Linked DNA regions of Takifugu rubripes: region 1 is linked to region 2. A link is a contact called in public Hi-C data. All regions are on one chromosome and are shown on one strand. Each heading gives the region's core, a stretch centred on a gene start, on an enhancer-like site or on the middle of the called end of the contact. The rest is flanking DNA. Distances are from core to core; before and after follow the strand shown.

Region 1 (3,502 bases), core at 832-3,331, 150 kb before region 2:
TATTCTACAGTAGCTCCCATTACGATTCGCTGGCCCCACCACACGTCCCATCTTCTGACATTATATTCTCGTTCATTTGTGCATACAACCTCTGGAACCGCAGATGTTTGAGATCTGTCATTATGGGCTCAGAACCATAAAATGGGAAGAATAATCCCAGTATTGTGACCCTGTACCTTTACACACTGGGTTGATGGTCCATTGTCCATCATCGTTGCACGTCGTCTCTGCAACAGTTTCCCGAGAAGAAAAAATCCAGAACCTCCCTTCACAGGTGACTCTCAGCGTCTCGCCAGGAACAAACACACTCTTGAAAGCGGGCTCGTAGGTTGTTCCCTTCAGAGGGGGCAGCTGCAATACACATTTTGTGGCTGCAGTGTTGGGAAATGAAGCAGGCAGATTAATCCAGGTTCCTCTTCTTTTCTGCATTTAAGCTTTTCACTCATCTGTGCATGTTTTCATACTTACGTTCACACTCAGGCGTGGGGCTCCACTCTGCTCTCATTCCAACCTTTGTGCATTTTGAAGGTCTGTCCTCACGTCTCTTGAACTTTTCATTGCAGCTAAAATACAGGATCTCATTTTCACTGTACTCTCTGGCCTCTTCAGTGATGTAGCCATTTTCAATCTCGGGTACAAGACACATCAGCTCTGTAGGGGAAAATGGAAGTATCAATAATCACATGTGTTCATCAGTAAAGCTGGTATCATTAAAAGAAACAAGGCTCAGATTGATGGAAGGTGAATCTCTGCTTGATGAATCAATGTTTGTGGTTCAAATCCCAGTTCTGGGCATCGGTGCTTGGATTTGGCAAGCTGCTTGGATACGACCCAAGGATCTACTGAGTGACGATTGGTCAGGATCTCCTGTTGATCTGCATATTTGGCAGCTTTATTTCATGAAACTCATTCTGTCTGTGTAATTTTCTATCTGCCGTTTTTGTGTCCCTGGAAAATATCATTCCATCCATCATCCGTTCATTCTGCGGAGCTCACTTTTGCATTTGGGGGCTCTTCCGCTCCACTCGCCCTCTTCGTTACAGTAGATCTCAGAGGGGCCTTCCAGGATATCTAACTTGGATTTGCAGCTGAATCGAATAACGTTTCCAAAGGTTGCTTCTTCCGGGTCACCATTCACGAACACGTTATTGTCCACACGAATAAACGGACACTGCTGAGCTGGGAGAGCACAACACAACACATGAGGCGCTTACTCACACGTCACTCACATGGTTTTTACTTGCTTTCATACCCTCACAAACTGGAACAACTCCATCCCAGCCTTCCACAAAGCATCGCCGATAGTTTATGCGACTGACCATTTGATAACTGGTCATGACGGTAAACAAAATGTTGATAGGCCGCAGAAAAGCTTATTACAAATGTGGTATTGGGAATATTGTCGTACCCTTTGTGGCAAGTGTAAACGACTTTGGATCCAAAGACAAAGTCCTCGCCCTCGACCAGCTGAAATTCTGCAAACTGGGCATCGCCAGGGTGACCACAGGAAATTGCTTAACATGTAGGAATGATACAGAAGATGTTGCTGTCAATCAGAAGTGATTTGCCAAATGAGATAATAGGGGAAAATGCTGCGAAAGCATTGTTAACGTCATATGCTGGTGTGTTTGACTGCGTGATCACAATCGACCAAAGAAACTGACTTACGCCGACAGGGTTTGCCCTTTGACGTCCATTCTCCATCATTACAGACCAGTTTGAAAAAGCCGCTGTGGCCGATGTTGCAGGGGACTCTCACTTCTCTTCTGTTGGCATAGGTGCTCTCCAATGTACTTATGTCGAAATTTGAGTCGTACAGGCGGCTCCTCAGAAAGCTTTCCCGTTGGCAGTCTGTGGGACAAACGTTACGTAAATTACTGTGCAACGAAGGAAGGAGCACAGAAGAACCCAAAGCTCCCTACCTTTGCTCCTCACCAAGGTCAGCGTGTGCATCCATAAGATCAGGACACCGATTCTGCCTATTGTGTTCATCTTATCTCTGCAAGCAAGAACTGAGAGGGAGAAGCACAAAGAGGATAATGAAATAGTAATACAGAGAGAGGGAGAGGGGGTGGATGGCTGTGTGGGCGGCAGGAGGGGGGGGGGGGGGGGGGGGGGGGGGTAGGCAGGACAAGCTTGCTCAACGGTTTACATAACTGATCCAGCCCCCAGTCTGTATGTCATGAGGCGTTTTTGGCTGTGGTCACCTCTCAGTTAAACCTCACATCTCCTCACGCTGGCGCCTCTTTCACACCTTTTCTAACCAGTCATCTTTATTTCACTGAAAGGAAATAGAAATAACTCACTCTTGGGGGCTATATTCAGGTTCAAAGGCTGCTTTTATTCTCCAGCACAGCTGAATCTGTAGTCTGACGGTGCTGCATCAGGTTTTTTTTTCTCTGTTTACCCATCAGTGGCTAAAGAGTATTCCTGTAAGTGATTGTTTGGTTTTATCTAGTTTTTGGTAATCATTTGCAGGAATCAATTGTGCAAATAAAATTACTTTGCATTTCAGCCAGGCCGCACTCATCTGGAGCAAATATCAATCAAAGTGAGGAGTTAGAAGTAAAAAAAAAAAAAAAAAAACAGGGAAAAGAAAGGCCGCAGCAATGTTGAAGCATTCCATATTTCATTTTGGTCATATTAAACATATTTTCAAGAGGGGATTTAAATAATCAACACATTAATTAAAGCCATTACGACCTACTGACAGCACTGGTCAACAGTTGACCTATTGGCCTCTGAGGAAATGTGTCACTGCTCCGTATTCGGGTGTTTGTTTGCTCGCTGCTGAATGGAACAACATGTAGCTGTGACACAATGGGAATTTTTGCTCTAGCGTCTCATTATGTGAGGTTTACGTCTGCATCACTGTGAACAAATACGACTCAGCTCAGGGCAAACAAACTCCTACGCAGCAGCTTCTCCTGAAATTCAGAGATTGTGCATAAATTATTGCCTGAGATTATCGCCCGTTTTAAACCTGGAACGTCACCTCCTCTGGTGGCTCCATCTTCTTGTGATCCGTCTCACGTCTTCTCCGGCTGGACTGAGATGACGCAAAAGATTATCGCCCCCAAAAGTCTTTCTGATGGATTGATGGACTCTGATGGCAGCTGAGCAGAGCCACCAGGGTCATCACAACAACATCCCAGAGTGTTAATGATATTCTCTCGGCTGAAGCCTTTACTTAGTGGTCTGAGAGGAGGACGGCATGGATGACTTAGTAACTGATGACTTAATTTAGGAGGAATACCTGAGGATCAATTTCCTCGGTCCAGGTGGTGATGCTGGATTTTAAAACATTCTGACAGAGACGCTTCGTCTTCACTTACGTCCTTCATTTATTTAGACCAGCAGACATTTGTCTAATATGGCTGTTGGATAAAAATAACTGGTGTCCTTCTAAATGAACAATGAGTCTTGAATCATCAAGATCATCTAATGAATTACAGGTAAGTAAATCTTAGAAACCTGGTTGGATGCCTAATGCGCCATCTTC
Region 2 (3,432 bases), core at 323-2,822:
CCACACACACACACACACACCCGTCCCCCAGACAGCAAGAGTGAAAACAGGGATCTGGGTTGACAGCAGTCTGAGGAATACTTCTCTCGACACACTGTTGTAACCTTCCCAAAAACAAATGTCACCGTCGATAGCGGGGCCCATCCGGCCTGACATGAGCCACGACGGATCCTTCAGCATTAACGTTTCTGGAGCAAAGCTGGCTCAGAGGAGCCGCTTCACCCTGACAAATCAGACCCGCAGTTCGTCATCTGGAGGACACCTGCTGCAGGCTGAGAAACGCTCCTTCTGGGGATTAATCGGCTATTTGGTTTAGATTATTTTATCCTGTGCTGACATTTTGATCTGCGAGGGAATGAAAATAGGCAGGAGCTTAGATTGTAAAGTGTAAATAAGCTGTAATTCCCTCTAGTTGAACATGCGGTGTGTTCACAGCATGCAGGAAATGCGTTTACCTGCAGACTTCACTAAATGTGTCGTAAGGATGTCCACTAATATTCATGCACTGTCTCAGCCTGGGGACAAGTAGAACATATGGAACATTACATATTCATGGAACTATTTATCTCCATCACAACACTCGCAGCAAAAGATTCACATCTGAAAACCAACTGTGATAAATCTGCCTTGGAGTTTTATGTTGAGCGATTCTGACCCATTTTAAATTAGAACGCCGTATTTTTCTAAAGGTTTCAAACTTGAAATCAAACCTTTGTCTGTTTTTGTGACGTGACCGTTTCGAAACGTGCTGTAAATCTTCCTCACTGGGTTGAAACGGGTGCAGGACGGCAGAGAAAAGTAAAGAAAAACAAGGAACACAAACTGTATGCATGATTGCATCCTGACAGCCAATCAGCAGCCTGAGTCCTGAGCGTAATGGAGAGCGGCGGTGGCGGCTGCATCTGCTGCGTCCTGCGTGAGCGGGTGATTGCCAAGTGTAGTTGGAGAGAGGGAGAGCATGCTGTGTGTGTGTGTGGGGGGGGGGGGGGTTACACTGCTGCCAGGGAGATTCATGATGGCCTCTCGCAGAACCTTGTGGACTGATTACATGTCCGAGAAAATGCATGCGGCAAACGCTATTAAATCAACGCAGCTCATTGCAGAGCCGCTGTAAGACCGAGCCTGAACGTGGGCATAATGCATCTGCAGCTCGCCGCCATAAGCACTTTAGGCAGCAGGAGAATTACATTTCTAGGGTGGCTCGGGGGGAGTTAGGCTATCTTCCTTTCTACAGCCGTGATTAATAGTGATGGCCCATAAATTGCTCTGTCTGAGAAATATATTGCAGCCGTAGTATCTGTTGTTTGGGACTGGAAGGGCACATGCCTGCGAGGGCCGTGGCTGGATAAGCACTCATCAGCAGAGCAAAGACCCAGGGAGGTGCTCCAGCACCAGAGCCGCCGCTGCACTGGCTGTTTGTCCACACCGATCACGGCTGTCGTGCGTTTTGGCTTCGCTTGTGCCGGTAACCTCGGCCACGGTGGCTGACATGAGAGGAAGCCAGAGCGCCTCATCACGGCCTTCGGAAGCAGGGAGAAAACGGACGCATTCCGAAGTCATTTCAAGTGGACTCAAAGAGACGAAAAATCTGAAGAGGCACTTGATTCTTTTGGAAAAGCCTTGGATTGTAACTTTGTGGTTTTGGTGCGACTGACCTAGAAGTGACCTCTGAGCAGGCCGGAATCGTCCCTCTTAGTCCAGATTATTTCCTCCTCTCCCAGAAGGTTGGTCAACTATGCAGCTTTTTACCGTCTTGCTAATAAAACACTAGATCTCATGGCTGAAAATATGATTTTGAGGATGCATTTATGCCCGCTTGGGTCTGCTAAAGAGAAGGAGATTTACCTTTTTAAGCATGCTTGAGGGAAATGGTGTCATCTGTCAGACAACCTGACAGACAGACAGGTTCCATGACGTCTGTGGATAATCCGTCTGCAGTCTGTCAGCCGGAATCATCTCCGAACATGTTTCACTTACATCACAAACAAATTTTCAAGCAAACGAAACGGTGTCGACAGCTCGGCCTCTGCCGATTTCAATTTATCAGGCAGAAGCTTGGCAGGCGCCACCACGACAACATGGGTGATATAGATCACACTAATGGTTCTTTGTTCTTTCCCAGAGACAAATGATCTGCAGCAAATGACAATTTATCTTGTGAATAATGATCCTGGTGTTCAAGTGTCTCCCAAAATAACACGCGCATGTTCACAAATCATGATAACTAGTTGCCAACGAACATTTTTTAAGTATGTTTTGATGTAGTAAACATTTGCTCTTTGTACAATGAAAATGTCTGTAAATCTTTAGAGCAGGGGGGTCCATAGGGGCTAAAGTGATGCGAAATGAGATCAACAACTGCAAATCAGTGGGTCAGGGAGACATTTATTTGTACTTTTAAAAAAGAAAAACTCAAACAGACACATGTGGGTGAAACTTTTGCTTATAGAACATTAGACTATAGCCTCAGATGGAGTGAACTCACAGCACAATATTAAACGGGATTGTGTTGTAGCATCTGTGCTGCACATTTTTTCATTCCTGCCAATAGGAGAGAGGATGCTCAGCCTAAACCCACATACACACAGGTTTTTATGTGAAGGCTGCTGTGCTTTGAAATCCAGCCTGGGAGGTAAAGATGCCAGTTTGATGCTGCAGCTCCAAACATAAGTCCCTTCCACCAGTGTAAACCTATTCTCCACCCTTTGTCACATTTGAAGATTTGTGTTGGGGTAAAACTGACTCCGGGGAATAAACTACACATCTCTTTGATGCTGGGAATCATTAAGTATTTGATGTGAGGCACGTTAGTGCTGGCTCATCAGATATTTTTAGATTTGTCATTGATTCCTTAACCTGCTAAAATGGCATAAAACCTGGATAAAATGGCAATTAATCCCACTTTGAAAAGAGACTTTGAATTTTAAGTCATATAGTTATAAATATTCTGTGATGAGAAACAAAACTAATTTCGGTGCACTCCCTTTAATTAATTATAGATTGTGACAATTTAACTTTCACAGAAAATACAAGGTGACTCCGAGCTGAAATAAGATGAAATATGGAGTCTGACTAATAAATGTGGCTGTTGTGTTGCTTCAAAGTTAAACGATGCGTGAATAAATAATTTAACTACAACGGAAATGCTTCCTGAAACTAGCGTCTAATCGGCGCTTGAATATGGCGTCACTTCCGGCCGTCATCATGTAAACAGAGTTCGGGGCTAAAGCCAGCGTGCAGCGGCAGCCAGGGCGGTGATCGGCATCAGTGCTGTTAGTACCACAACTGCATGTTTTCTCCCGGCCAGCAGCGAGATTATCTTTGGCTCGTTTGTTATTTTTGCTCCATGTTTGCTCGGGCTGGATGTCTTCCCAGGGTGGCGTGGACCGGCTGCCGAAGGTCATTAGCGCTAGCTTGACTTAGAAGACGTCA

What was found. A called contact is a pair of places that touch in the nucleus more often than the background predicts.
Region 1: a Hi-C map of muscle shows a contact between it and region 2, with 2.1 times the contacts expected there. The contact joins the promoter of LOC101077514 here to the promoter of glrx2 in region 2. A contact is called at or near these places in 2 of 2 Hi-C or Micro-C datasets (muscle and an unstated tissue).

The regions. Positions count from the first base shown.
Region 1 is chr20:16,470,168-16,473,669 of fTakRub1.2, reverse strand. It overlaps LOC101077514 (complement factor H), which reads right to left and starts at 2,081. Exons shown (of 19, transcript XM_029828746.1): 1 at 1,923-2,081; 2 at 1,669-1,851; 3 at 1,409-1,514; 4 at 1,253-1,329; 5 at 997-1,179; 6 at 469-651; 7 at 177-371; 8 at 1-91. The coding sequence starts at 1,992. The region is part of intron 1 of LOC115247335 (a long non-coding RNA gene); the gene reads left to right. LOC115247336 (a long non-coding RNA gene) reads right to left here. Exons shown (of 3, transcript XR_003886403.1): 3 at 2,990-3,502.
Region 2 is chr20:16,321,823-16,325,254 of fTakRub1.2, reverse strand. glrx2 (glutaredoxin 2) reads left to right here and starts at 1,572. Exons shown (of 4, transcript XM_029828694.1): 1 at 1,572-1,724. LOC115247329 (a long non-coding RNA gene) reads right to left here and starts at 1,151. Exons shown (of 3, transcript XR_003886386.1): 1 at 711-1,151; 2 at 456-515; 3 at 37-345.